Regions from separate parts of the Zea mays genome. Here all the other regions are linked to region 3. Evidence: chromatin contacts called from public Hi-C data. All regions are on one chromosome and are shown on one strand. The core of a region is the stretch at or near the end of the contact, and the rest is flanking DNA. Distances in the headings are between cores, read along the strand shown. Region 1 holds the start of LOC103625886 (heat shock 70 kDa protein BIP2). Region 2 holds the start of LOC103625889 (ATP-sulfurylase 3, chloroplastic-like). Region 3 holds the start of LOC103625888 (40S ribosomal protein S27).

What was found. A called contact is a pair of places that touch in the nucleus more often than the background predicts.
Region 1: a contact with region 3 is called in a Hi-C map of ear, with 1.6 times the contacts expected there. The contact joins the promoter of LOC103625886 here to the promoter of LOC103625888 in region 3. A contact is called at or near these places in 5 of 25 Hi-C or Micro-C datasets (bundle sheath, ear, endosperm and 2 more).
Region 2: a Hi-C map of bundle sheath shows a contact between it and region 3, with 1.8 times the contacts expected there. The contact joins the promoter of LOC103625889 here to the promoter of LOC103625888 in region 3. A contact is called at or near these places in 2 of 25 Hi-C or Micro-C datasets (bundle sheath and leaf).

The regions. Positions count from the first base shown.
Region 1 is chr5:7,794,742-7,798,389 of Zm-B73-REFERENCE-NAM-5.0, forward strand. LOC103625886 (heat shock 70 kDa protein BIP2) reads right to left here and starts at 2,182. Exons shown (of 2, transcript XM_008646286.3): 1 at 540-2,182; 2 at 1-423. The coding sequence starts at 1,812. It overlaps LOC103625885 (myosin-12), which reads right to left. Exons shown (of 40, transcript XM_020537869.2): 34 at 3,583-3,648; 35 at 3,346-3,445; 36 at 3,073-3,129; 37 at 2,936-2,992; 38 at 2,771-2,851; 39 at 2,555-2,637; 40 at 2,070-2,463. The coding sequence ends at 2,337.
Region 2 is chr5:8,174,457-8,178,594 of Zm-B73-REFERENCE-NAM-5.0, forward strand. It overlaps LOC103625889 (ATP-sulfurylase 3, chloroplastic-like), which reads left to right and starts at 1,267. Exons shown (of 5, transcript NM_001301566.1): 1 at 1,267-1,972; 2 at 3,216-3,621; 3 at 4,078-4,138. The coding sequence starts at 1,398.
Region 3 is chr5:7,990,601-7,994,623 of Zm-B73-REFERENCE-NAM-5.0, forward strand. LOC103625888 (40S ribosomal protein S27) reads right to left here and starts at 2,400. Exons shown (of 4, transcript NM_001156130.2): 1 at 2,322-2,400; 2 at 2,124-2,225; 3 at 1,713-1,741; 4 at 375-734. The coding sequence starts at 2,324. The coding sequence ends at 608. It overlaps LOC100273070, which reads left to right and starts at 2,720. Exons shown (of 10, transcript NM_001365730.1): 1 at 2,720-2,917; 2 at 3,313-3,477; 3 at 3,644-3,824; 4 at 4,003-4,023. The coding sequence starts at 2,784.

The sequences.
Region 1 (3,648 bases), core at 932-3,431, 200 kb before region 3:
CGAACCCCTCGGCCTCGCGCACCATCCGGTCGATCTCCTCCTGGCTGTTGCTGAGCCGCCCCATGTCGTTGGTGATGGCGATCGACCTGGACCGCCCGCCCGCCTTGTCCGCCGCCGTCACGTGGAGGATGTGGTTCTCGTCCAACTCGAAGGTCACCTCAATCTGCGGCACGCCGCGGGGTGCGGGCGGGATGCCCGTCAGGTTGAACCGCCCCAGCTCGCGGCAGTCCTTGGTCAGGCTGCGCTCGCTCTCGAACACCTTGATCGAGACAGTCGTCTGGTGGTCCTCGGAGGTCGTGAACACCTGCGACTTCTTCACTGGGATCAACGTGTTCCGCGGGATCAGCTTCGTCATCACGCCGCCAGCCGTCTCGACCCCCAGCGTCATCCGTGTCCGTCCCATGTCGAAGTCGAACAGGGTGTCTGGCCACCAAACATGGACTAGGAGAATTACTTGTCAGCGTCGAGGTGGAACCGCAAATTGCACACAGGCAAGTGAAAGAAAAAAAAAACAGCATCACTGACCGGCGGCATTATACCTTCGGTCTCGGCGCCTCTCTCGTCGCTGAAGATGCTGCCCTGGACGGCGGCTCCGTAGGCCACGGCCTCGTCGGGGTTGATGCCCTTGCTAGGCTCCTTGCCGTCGAACATCTCCCTAAGGAGCTCCTGCACCTTGGGGATCCTGGTGCTGCCGCCGACGAGCAGAATCTCGTCGATGTCAGACTTATTGAGCTTGGCGTCGCCGATGGCCTTGTTGACGGGGCCCAGCGTCTTCCTGAACAGGTCCACGTTGAGCTCCTCGAACTTGGCCCTGGTCAGCTGCTCCGCGAAGTCGACGCCGTCGAATAGGGACTCGACCTCGACGCGCACCTGGTGCTGGCTTCTGAGCGCGTCCTGGGCACGCTCGCACTCGCGCCGCAGCTTGCCCAGCGCGCGGCCGTCCTTGCTGATGTCCCTGCCGTGCTTCCGCCTGATGAGGCGGATGAAATGGTCCATGACGCGCTGGTCGAAGTCCTCGCCGCCGAGGTGCGTGTCGCCGCTGGTGGCCAGCACCTCGAAGACGCCGCCGTCGATGCTGAGCACGGTGACGTCGAAGGTGCTGCCGCCGAGGTCGTACACGAGCACGTTCACCTCCGCGCCCTCCCTGTCCAGCCCGTACGCGATCGCCGCGGCCATGGGCTCGTTGATGATCCGCAGCACGTTGAGCCCCGCGATGGTGCCGGCTTCCTTGGTTGCCAGCCGCTGCGCGTCGTTGAAGTGGGCCGGCACGGTGAAGACGGCGTCGGCGACGCGCTGGCCGAGGTAGGACTCGGCCGTCTCCCGCATCTTGGACAGGATCATGGCGCTGATCTCCTCGGGGCTGAACGCCCTCCGCTCGCCGCCCTTCATCGGCACCTCCACGTACGGCTTGCCGCCCTTGTTCACCACCTTGTACGGTAGGTACCTGACGTCCCGCTGCACCTCCTCGTCGTCGAACCTCCGGCCGATGAGGCGCTTGATATCGAAGATGGTGCGCTGCGGGTTGAGCGGCGCCTGGTTCTTGGCGGCCTCGCCGACGAGGCGCTCGTCGTCGGTGAACGCCACCCAGGACGGCGTGATCCGGTTGCCCTGGTCGTTGGCGACGATGTCCACGTGCCCGTTCCGGTACACCCCGACGCACGAGTACGTGGTGCCCAGGTTGATGCCGATCACCGGACTCGACGCCGCCTTCCTCCTCTTCCACGCCTCCGCGCCATCAGCCGCCCCGCACAGGTACCCCGAGCAAAGAAGAGAGACCAGAACGAGAGCCAGAATACTGGGCTTCGGCGGCATCGCTGGATGACCTTTGTCTCGATCGGATGGATGTTCAGTTCGTCTTGTCACTTGCGAGCTGTGCCTTTGCTGTTGCTGATCGATCCTCCGACGGCAGGCCCAGGAGTTATATAGGTTCTGTCCGTGCCCGGCGATGAGCGTACGTGTTAGTCGCCAGAGTGTTCTGACCCGTGCCGGACCTCCACCTCACAGGGCACCGTAGAAGACGGTCCACGTGAGGTGCCCAATCGTGTGTCGCCACGTAGCACAGGCCGCAGTGTGATCAGATGCTTCTATAATTTATATACATATTCAAATAATTACAAATCTCTCTGTTCCAAACAATCAAACCAATCAAATGAATGATATCACGATATACCCTATATTTCCCTTTCTTTGTAGCCATTTCCCACCCAAAACCATAAAAAAAAGGAAGGGAAAAAAAATCACAACTCAATCTGTGCACTCCTAAAAAAAAATCTTCAGTTCCCTGTAACTCCACAAGTAACTGTACCATTCATTCTGCTCTTTATCTGTAGAAGATATCAGTCCGTGTGCTGCTGCAGAAGAAAGTGAAACTGAGAATTCTGCCTCAGTAGCGGGGGCGGTTCCACATCGGACGGATCGATGTGAAGCATCAGCCGAGCTATGTCATCCAACGATATCGGTATGCTGCATTTTCATTCGTTTGGGCGTTAGATGAGTCACTGTTGCAGTTGCAGCTATGTCATCTGCTGCATCAGTACTGAACTAGTGATTATACCTTGAGTCGTCGTCCAGCAAGAACGAACTGTTTGGAGTAGTTACTGAGTCGTCCGTTGTCATCGTTCTCATCCTTCCAATGACCTGAAACAAAGTTGGCTCTTGCTAAGATTTTCTCTTCAGCAACGCATAGAGACGCATTCAGGATGCCGAATGCACTTGGGATTGCGTATTTGTCTAACCATGTGAAGTTAGCAGGCAGAAGTCATGCGCTTACCTCTTGAGATACGCCTTGTGCACCGTACTTGTCGTCCCAGAACATCGTTGCTATGCGGTATATTTGAGTTATGCTCAAAACCTGTGAAAACACACAGCATTTCATACATACTTGCTAGCTTGAAGAAAACCTAAGCACTTATAAGATGCTTTCGTTGCAGCTTACAGGGCAAATCTCATTCGTAATTTCCTCCAGGATTTTGTGTGATTTCTGATGCAAAACCTGTGATTTGGATTCATCTAATAAGTAGACAGATCAAACTAGTATATCAGTTAAAATAACTGCATGTTTTTCATGCATACCAGGAACCCGACTGCCTGCCTAATGTGTTGCAGTTCATCCCAGGACGTCCCTACATACTGCATTATGGAGAATGTTTCACCTTAATTAGCACTCTCTTACTGATTATAGTTTTTGTCTTGTTAAAAAATTACTAAGGCTTCGGTTTGATTGAGGGGATTGGTGGGGATTAAATCCCTTTCTATTCAAAATTGAATAGCGATAGAGAATTAATCCCCTTCAATCCTGCCACCCGTAATCGAACATGTACTAAGAGAGAGAAAAGAGTTATTCACCTCTTCAGTTGTCCTAGAGCACCACTGCTCCAGGTCTTGTAAACCAGCCTTTAAGAACTCCCCATTGCTAAAAGAGCAGCATTCCCGACGAAGCAGTAAGCTAAACAAAAAAAAAAGGTAGAAATTTGATACAGTACGGAATCAACCATGTAAAGCATGTACCAAGGATATTTTTGGTATCCCATATGAACTGTGCAGTCAAGTTTTTCTAAGAATTGGAATGGGATATAGCAGCACCTGTTGAAGAGTTGCACATTCAAGTATGCAAATACTTGGTTAAATGTTTTCCTGATTATCACCGGA
Region 2 (4,138 bases), core at 17-2,516, 180 kb after region 3:
AATGAGGTTATCAAGGAGATCAACATCTTAAAGCAAGACATTTAAAGACTCACTAAAGATCTATTAATATAATGCAAGAGTCCAAGACGTAAGATAGAAGAAGTTCAAGCGAAGAAATAAGAAGTCACGGATAAAATATGTTGCAGAGTGTATCGGGCGTGTCAAGTAATACACCTTATGTTGCACCGGACATGTGCAGTGCCTGTGCTCAAGACTGTGCTAAAGAGTGAGTTCATTGTACGCGTACGTGTGCACTAAATGCCACACCAGACAAAACACCTAGTAAGCCATGCAAAGCGTGTGTGGGGTCTACAACGCACCGAATGTATTCGATGGAGACAGCGTACATAGAGAGGGATGCGAATGCAACCAAGTTGGGTAACACTCACCGGATATGTCCGGTGTAGCACCAGATACCCAGGCTTGAATGGTAGACAACGGCTAGTGGGCATGGAACTTGCTTGGACAGTTTAGTGCATCACGGAAATGTATGTTTGATTCCAACTGCTCTTTTGGAGTGGAGAGGCTATAAATACTACCGCAATCGTTCATTCATTGGAAGTTGAGGAACATTGCTAATATATTGAAACTCCAATCATTTAGCTCTAGATACTAAATGCTAAAAGAATCGCTCAATGATTAGCGTATGTACTTTGCAAATTGATTATGTTAATTGGATTGCTACCATAGCACTTGCTGTAGGTTAACTCCTAGTTTTTAGAACTGAGGTTAGACACCCTCCATTTCCTGATGTTTGCGGCTTTGCGCAAGGCATGTCAAATTCAAAAAGAAATAATGAAATTGATTTGGGATAAAAAAAACAAAACTGTCGTCCAACTCCTTGTAGCCTTCGCATAGGGAATACTTCACCCACATCTTTTCTTGATCTCTTTCGATCATGGCCGATGGCTGATGGCTGATGACCACCGTACCACAAACCTGACCTGCGTAGAGAAACCCTTAGCACAAAGACACGTAGGTTCAGACGTTGAAAAGGTGTCATCACACTAACAGCAGTCCAAATCCAACCTGCTCAGCATCCTAAACAAAACACCAAAAGCCAAGCAGGCATGATGCATCCTCATCAACCCCCATTAACCCTGGCTGACCCACGTTGCCCTTCCCCGCCCCGCCCGGCAGACTGTGTTCACCGCGGCCATGTCCCTCCCGCCCCGCAATCCCATCCAGGTTCACGCGCACCCGCCTCCCCTCTTGCCTTTTCCTAATCAAATCACCCACGCAGCCACTGCGAAGGTCCGGTGGTGGCCGCCTTTCACAAAACCAAACAAAACGCACCCGCAATATAAAGAGGAGACCAAGGCGTGAAGTGGAGGAGGCAGAGGTGGACGAGGCGCGCCACCGCCCGAGCCGAATCGAGCTGCAGAAACCACCTTGGCATGGCGACACAGGCCGCTTTCCTCGCAGGGTTCTCGCAGCTCGCCGCGCAGCCGGGCCGCGACCGCGCCGTGGCGGTGGCGGTGGCGCCGGCGCCGGGCCCGGCCCGGGTGGCCGTTGCGGCGGTGGGTAGCGCCAAGTTGGGCGTGAAGGCGGGGACGTCCAGGACCGCGGCGGTGGCGCGCCTCGGGGTGCGGTGCCGGGCCAGCCTGATCGAGCCCGACGGCGGGCGGCTGGTGGACCTGGTGGCGCCCGAGGAGGGCGGGCGGCGCGCGGCGCTGCGGCGGGAGGCGGCGGAGCTGCCGCACCGGCTGCGCTTGGGCCGCGTCGACAAGGAATGGGTCCACGTCCTCAGCGAAGGGTGGGCGAGCCCGCTGCAAGGGTTCATGCGCGAGCATGAGTTCCTCCAAGCACTTCATTTCAATGCCATCCGCGGCCAGGATGGCAGGATGGTCAACATGTCCGTCCCCATCGTGCTCTCTGTCGGGGACGCACAGCGAAGGGCCATCCAGGCCGACGGCGCCACGCGCGTCGCGCTCGTTGACGAGCGCGACCGCCCCATCGCCGTCCTCAGCGAGTAAGACAACCGATTCCCCCTTGCTGCTTGTTTTGTGGGCTTGTCCTGTCGCTGGTCCTATGCCTGTATGTGCGTTGGTAACTGAAGATGATAGAATAGAACATATGAGGATCTCATGGTTGCGCAAAAGAAATAATTGCTGGTAGTTGCCAGCAGGGTTTGGAATTGTGAGCCTGTGCTTCTGGTTAATTAGGTTCATGAATAACCTCTTTAGCTACAAACATACATGAATTCAAAACGCACATGTCTTCCCTCTTTCATAAGGCGCAGAGCTTGGCCCTCTCAACAATGTGTAGGTGCCTTCCATAATTTTACTATGTTAGTACTGATTCTGTTACCGGTCATTTACTGAATGATAAGTACATAACTTGGTATTGCAGAGCTAACTGTTGTTAGGTGAAATTTCTATCAAGTAGAATCATCTTGACAACAAACATGTTTTTTATAGGAGGTGGTTTCCTCTTTTGTCAGTTGTACTATTACAGCTAGAAATAGCTTCCTACTATATCAAGATATCTGTCTGTATGTGTTGGTCGTTATCAGCCAAGTCGCAGTTGGTCTAGGCCAATAGACATACCCTCGGACCTCGGATCTCGGACTCACTGTATTATTCTAAATCTTAGATCACTTTCTCTAGTAGATAACTGTGTTTCACATTTTCTCCGCGTCCTAGTATTATAGATATATTCATTCATTTAAAAGTGTAGCTTGATAATAACCTTACATGTCAGTATGTCACGCTAATAATAATACTGTGTTTCACATTTCGCCGCGTCCCAGTATTATAGGTATATTCATTTAAAAGTGCCATGTGATAAGATCCTCACATGTCATGCTAATAATTTTATTTCATCCCCTTGTTTTTCACAAACTCCTAAGAGTGTCAAATCATCAGAGAGAAGAGGGAAATAGAATGTCAGTTTTACAGGTGTAGTTATCAAACGTTAGTGGCGTGGTAACGTCATCCATGTATGTCTCTGTGCCTCTGTAATCTCAAGCCATGAGAAAAACACATTCTTTATTGTAGATATCTATCCGATTGCTAATGAAAACAATGACGTTCATGTTAATTATTGCATAACCTGTTGGTATGACAAGTAAGTATCAGTTTTAATTTCACTCCCTGCTGTGACACTCTTTTCTCTTTTTCACAAATGTGCCTGTACACATGTTTCATTAAGAGGAAGGGAAACTTAAAACACAATGATCTTAGCAAGCCTAAGACTCTTCCTCTCTTTTGCAGCATTGAGATCTATAAGCATAATAAGGAAGAAAGGGTAGCACGGACATGGGGGACAACTGCACCTGGATTACCTTATGTCGAGGAGGCAATTACCAATGCTGGTGACTGGTTGGTTGGTGGGGACTTGGAGGTTATAGAACCAATCAAGTACAACGATGGTCTAGATCAGTATCGCCTGTCTCCAGCACAGCTGCGTGAAGAGTTTGCCAGGCGCAATGCTGATGCAGTATTTGCCTTTCAGCTTCGCAATCCTGTACACAATGGGCATGCTCTTCTTATGACCGACACACGCAAACGTCTCCTTGAGATGGGTTATAAAAACCCTGTTCTTCTGCTCCATCCACTGGGAGGATTCACAAAAGCAGATGATGTGCCTCTTAGTTGGAGAATGAAGCAACATGAGAAGGTATTTAGATGCTATAATTATACTCTCCCCTTTCATCTCAAATTCTCAATAATTGGCTTCATGTTTTCTCCGCAGTAGCAGCTATGTCTCTGAACTAAACATCTTGTTTTGATGGAAATTGCCATGTCAGCGCTGAACATTTTTGTTATTTATAGCAGTAATTATATCCTAGAATTTGAGATTTTATGTTTTGATGGAAATTGATGTCTTCTTTTTGAGAAACGATGGAAATTGCTGTTGGCACAGAGGAATATTCCTAAGCCTTCAGAGAGGTCTACCCAAAGTTATCTAAACTCCAGTAAAAATATCAATTAGACTGTAGTACAACAATTACTTAAAACTCCAGTACGAATTGAATAATAGCTTTTTTCCTGTAATGAAACAGGTGGTTTGATGGATTATACTATGTTCAAGTTCTGATTCTTGTACTGTTCTAACACTGTTGATTTCTACTAGGTTCTTGAGGAAGGTGTCCTCAACCCAGAATCAACTGTTGTTGCGATCTTTCCCTCTCCAA
Region 3 (4,023 bases), core at 1,150-3,649:
GGATCACTTGATATATCTTCTATGACATCTAAAACCCTAATCTCTAAACCCTAACGGGTATAGTTCTTGCCTCTCTTGTTTTCTTTTGACCGGGAAAATACGGTTAAAATACGGGAAAATACCGGATTTTCCCAAAACTTCCGAAAACGGACGGTAAATATGTCTCACCATTTACCGTACCGTTTTCGTAATAACACATCCTGTTTCCGTCCCGTTTTCCGTATATCCCGAAAAATCTGAAAACGGTCGGAAAAATCTGGTAAACGGTACCAGAAATTTACCGAATTTTACCGACCATTTACATCCTTAAACCAAACATCACCTAAATGGAAAGAGCATTATCCAAGCTAACCAAACAAATGGCACTTTCAGTTAAACCCTGACAAATAACGCCACCAGTTGATTTCATTTGCATTGCCACTCCCTCAGCAAAAGCCAAACAGCACCATATTAGCTGTCACTACGCTCAAACAAAGTGCAGGTTTACACAAGCATTGTCAGGCCACGCTAACAGCCATAATAATTAACAAAATCCTCACCGAGTACATATCCTGAGAAAGTTGCAAAACACCAAATTTATCTCTTCTCACGTTAAGAGAAGCAGGACCTAATCGCCCTTGCGACGGAAGGAGCACCCCTCGGTGAGCCTGGCCTTCCCACCGGTAGGTTGGCACAGAACAGTTTGGCAGCCTGGGCACACAACCACAGTCTGGGAGTGGCTGAACACAGTGGTTCTGCAATCACAAAAAAACGAGTAAGATACAGCAAGCATTTGATTTGTTCAGCATGCTGATATCCCAAAGAACCATACAACTGTAATCACCTTCAACAAAGGATAATGTTTAAATATCACAGATAATTGCAAGAAAGCTTAGCAGTCCAAACATTTGCTAGGTGCGTGATCACTCAACCTCTTTGGAACATCAGCTGAATTTGACCAAAATACTGTTTGCACACCCACTACAAAGATCAAACAAGCTAGCCATCACAACACACGGAAGACCTACTCATGAACAAATCAACTGATATCACTATCAATTGCAAATAAATTGCACCAAGATCAGTTTCAGTATCAATTAAATTTTTTTCTGCACATGAATGCTGTGATTAGGGATGCAAGTGGGGCAAGGTGTGTCATCTCTCAACCTCCTTGAAACAACAGCTGAGTGAAACAACTTTGACCAAGATACAGTTTCTACATCATTCCAAAGAGCAAGCAAATCAAATAAGCTAGCCATCACTATCAATTGCAATTATTGTACCAAATTCAAATGAGTGACCTACATACTTATATCAGCAAAACTAGAAACTAACTAAAATATGCAATTTGCACCAAGATCAGAATCAGTACCAATCAACATTATTTTCTTCACATGCATACTGTGATGAGAGCAGACTAGCCCACAAACCAACATCCAGGCTTAGTTTAGACTTAGTTTTGCAGGTTGCTTTCAGTCTAGCCTGCTACCATCCCAGACTGATTATAATCCAAAAGTGTTGCTTCACCCTTGTTACCAACTATTACCCCCACCCCAAAAAGAATGCAATTGTACAGGTTTCTTAAGTAATTTTAACATATCAACTAGCTAGTACCTACTACTAAACTGGGCATGCTAAACATTCAATGTAAAAATCAAATGACACAGCGTCGATATCAATTGCAATTGAAGTAACCAAATACTAAAACAACAGCAAGAGCCAAGAACCCTTACATGCTGAAACAGCCCTGGCACTTGACATCCTGGACACAAAGGGAGAAGAAAAACGAAAAAAGTAGATGATTAGAGTCAGTCTCCAAACAGGCATAAGAGCAGATATTAATATTAATACAAGTTAATAAACACAATATCAAAATTCATTTATGTTTTCAGATTTTAGCTCTACTTGAACACAACTTGGTTGATGAATTATACATACCCTGCAGAATCTAGCTCAACGTGCTTTGTTGCAACTATTTTTTATGTAGTTTTTGATACTGAATCCAGTTTCTAATACTCTCTTCCAAACCAAATCAACATTTTTCAAAAAAACTAAATTCAAATGGTACATTCGTTGGGTCTCTTTTCGGCACGATTTGCAACACCTCGCCACGCAGAATTAGAAAAGGGCATGAAGAGGAATACCATGAAGAAGGAGTTGGGGGACTGGACTAGCCGCTTCTTCTTGTGCTTTAGCTTCTCAAGCTCTGCCGGTGGATTGAGTAAGTCAATGTCGTTTTGCAGCACCTGCCCAGATTTCCAAGAAAGAATGCGTAATATCATTAGATCGAAGAGCAACCAACAAAACCGAAGTGAATCAGCGTATCGGATTAGTGAGCGCACCATCTTGGAGACGCTAGCGCCTTGGGCGTTCCTGGTCTGCTACGGACGAAGGGAGACAGAAGGGGCAAAGGCGAGCAAGTGGCGGCGGCGGCGGGGAGTGGGACTAGAGCGGCGGGTGGATACTTTATATATAAGCGCGGCCAGGTGGGGTGGCGAATCTGAGCCGTTCATCGACGTGCTGCGTTCATCTCGGCTTTCCGTGGGTCGTGGGATTGGGCAGTCCCACGAAGGTAGTATTGGTGGAGGCCCAACACCAACTGACCAACAGAAATGCCTTCGCCCTTTGGGGTTTGGGCTTTCCAAGCTTTCAACCTTCCGGACTCTCCTACATGACACTGGTATCTGGGCCCCATGTGCTAACTGCCTGTAAACCCTAATCCCGAATCCCTCCCGGCCTCCTCCGTCTCGCGCTCGATTCGAATCCGAGCTCCCTATCCTGCTGCTCCTGCTGTTCCCGCTGCAATGGAGGACAACGCGGTCGAAGAGCCCGAGTTGAGCGGTGCGGCGGAGTTCGCGCCGGCGCTCGTCGCCGCCCACCCACACGGCAACTCCGTCGCCGTCGCCATCGGGCCCGAGCTCCGCGTGTTTGATCTCAGGTTTGGAAACTGGAATACCCTGTTCGCTTCTATCGCCGCTTCATAATTAAACATGGACCTGTTATGCAGAAAGTGCTCGTGTTTTTTACACGATTTATAGATATTGGTGGAGGGGTAGTGCGTTTTTTAACTGAATCATATATCTGCTTAGCGGTTGCTGTATTCTCTTATAACAGTTTCGTGTGGAGAGGAACGGAAAATTTTCTTTAAGAAAACGATGAAATTCCTCTTTTGGGTCAGGCTGTGTAAATTGTTAGTAACGAAATCGGGTCCTGGGTGCTTAGTTTTATATTGCTGAATACTGAATTCACATGTTCCAGTGAGAAGTGGTGCACTTTTTTCTCGGCATTTCACTTGGTGGAATGTGCAAGTAAATATTTACTCTTTTCCTCCAGGGCTGGTCATCCAGTTTCATTGTCAGATGATTGTGGTGGCCATTCTCATTCAGACGCAATAAGAGCTATCTGCTTCAGTGTGAGTGGAGCTTTGTTTGCTTCAGCTGGTGATGACAAACTTGTGAAGGTTTGGAAGACTGATTCGTGGCGTTGCATCCAGACTATGTAAGCCACAGTATATTCTTGGACTCTGTTCCATTGCAATAATTATATTTCACAGTTGATGTTATTTAAGCGAAAAGACATATTCATTACATAGTTCTGTCCGTGAATTTCACACTTTTGAGAATGTAATTTGAATAAGGATTTGTTGCAATGTTTTTTATTGCAGAACTTCGGAGAAGAGGGTCAGTGCAGTTGTTATTAGCAACGATGACCTGTATGTATCTTTTGCAGATAAATTTGGTGTTGTTTGGTTAGTCACTTTGCGGGAAGATAGTGCAGAGCAGGTTTCAGTTGATAACAAACCTGTGTCAATTCTTGGTCACTATTGCAGTATCATCACTAGCATGGTATGAACAAGTTCTAAATTCTGTATTACCAGTGGTATGGATTTGTAAGTCCTACATTTATTTAGTAGTGAATGTGTAATCTTTTGGCAAACCCACAAAGTCTACTACACTTCAGTTTTATTTGTTTCTCCTTTCATGTCATGTATAACCATGCTTTATCGTTTGCTTGGGATTGCAGAAGTTTTCGCCAGATGGACGG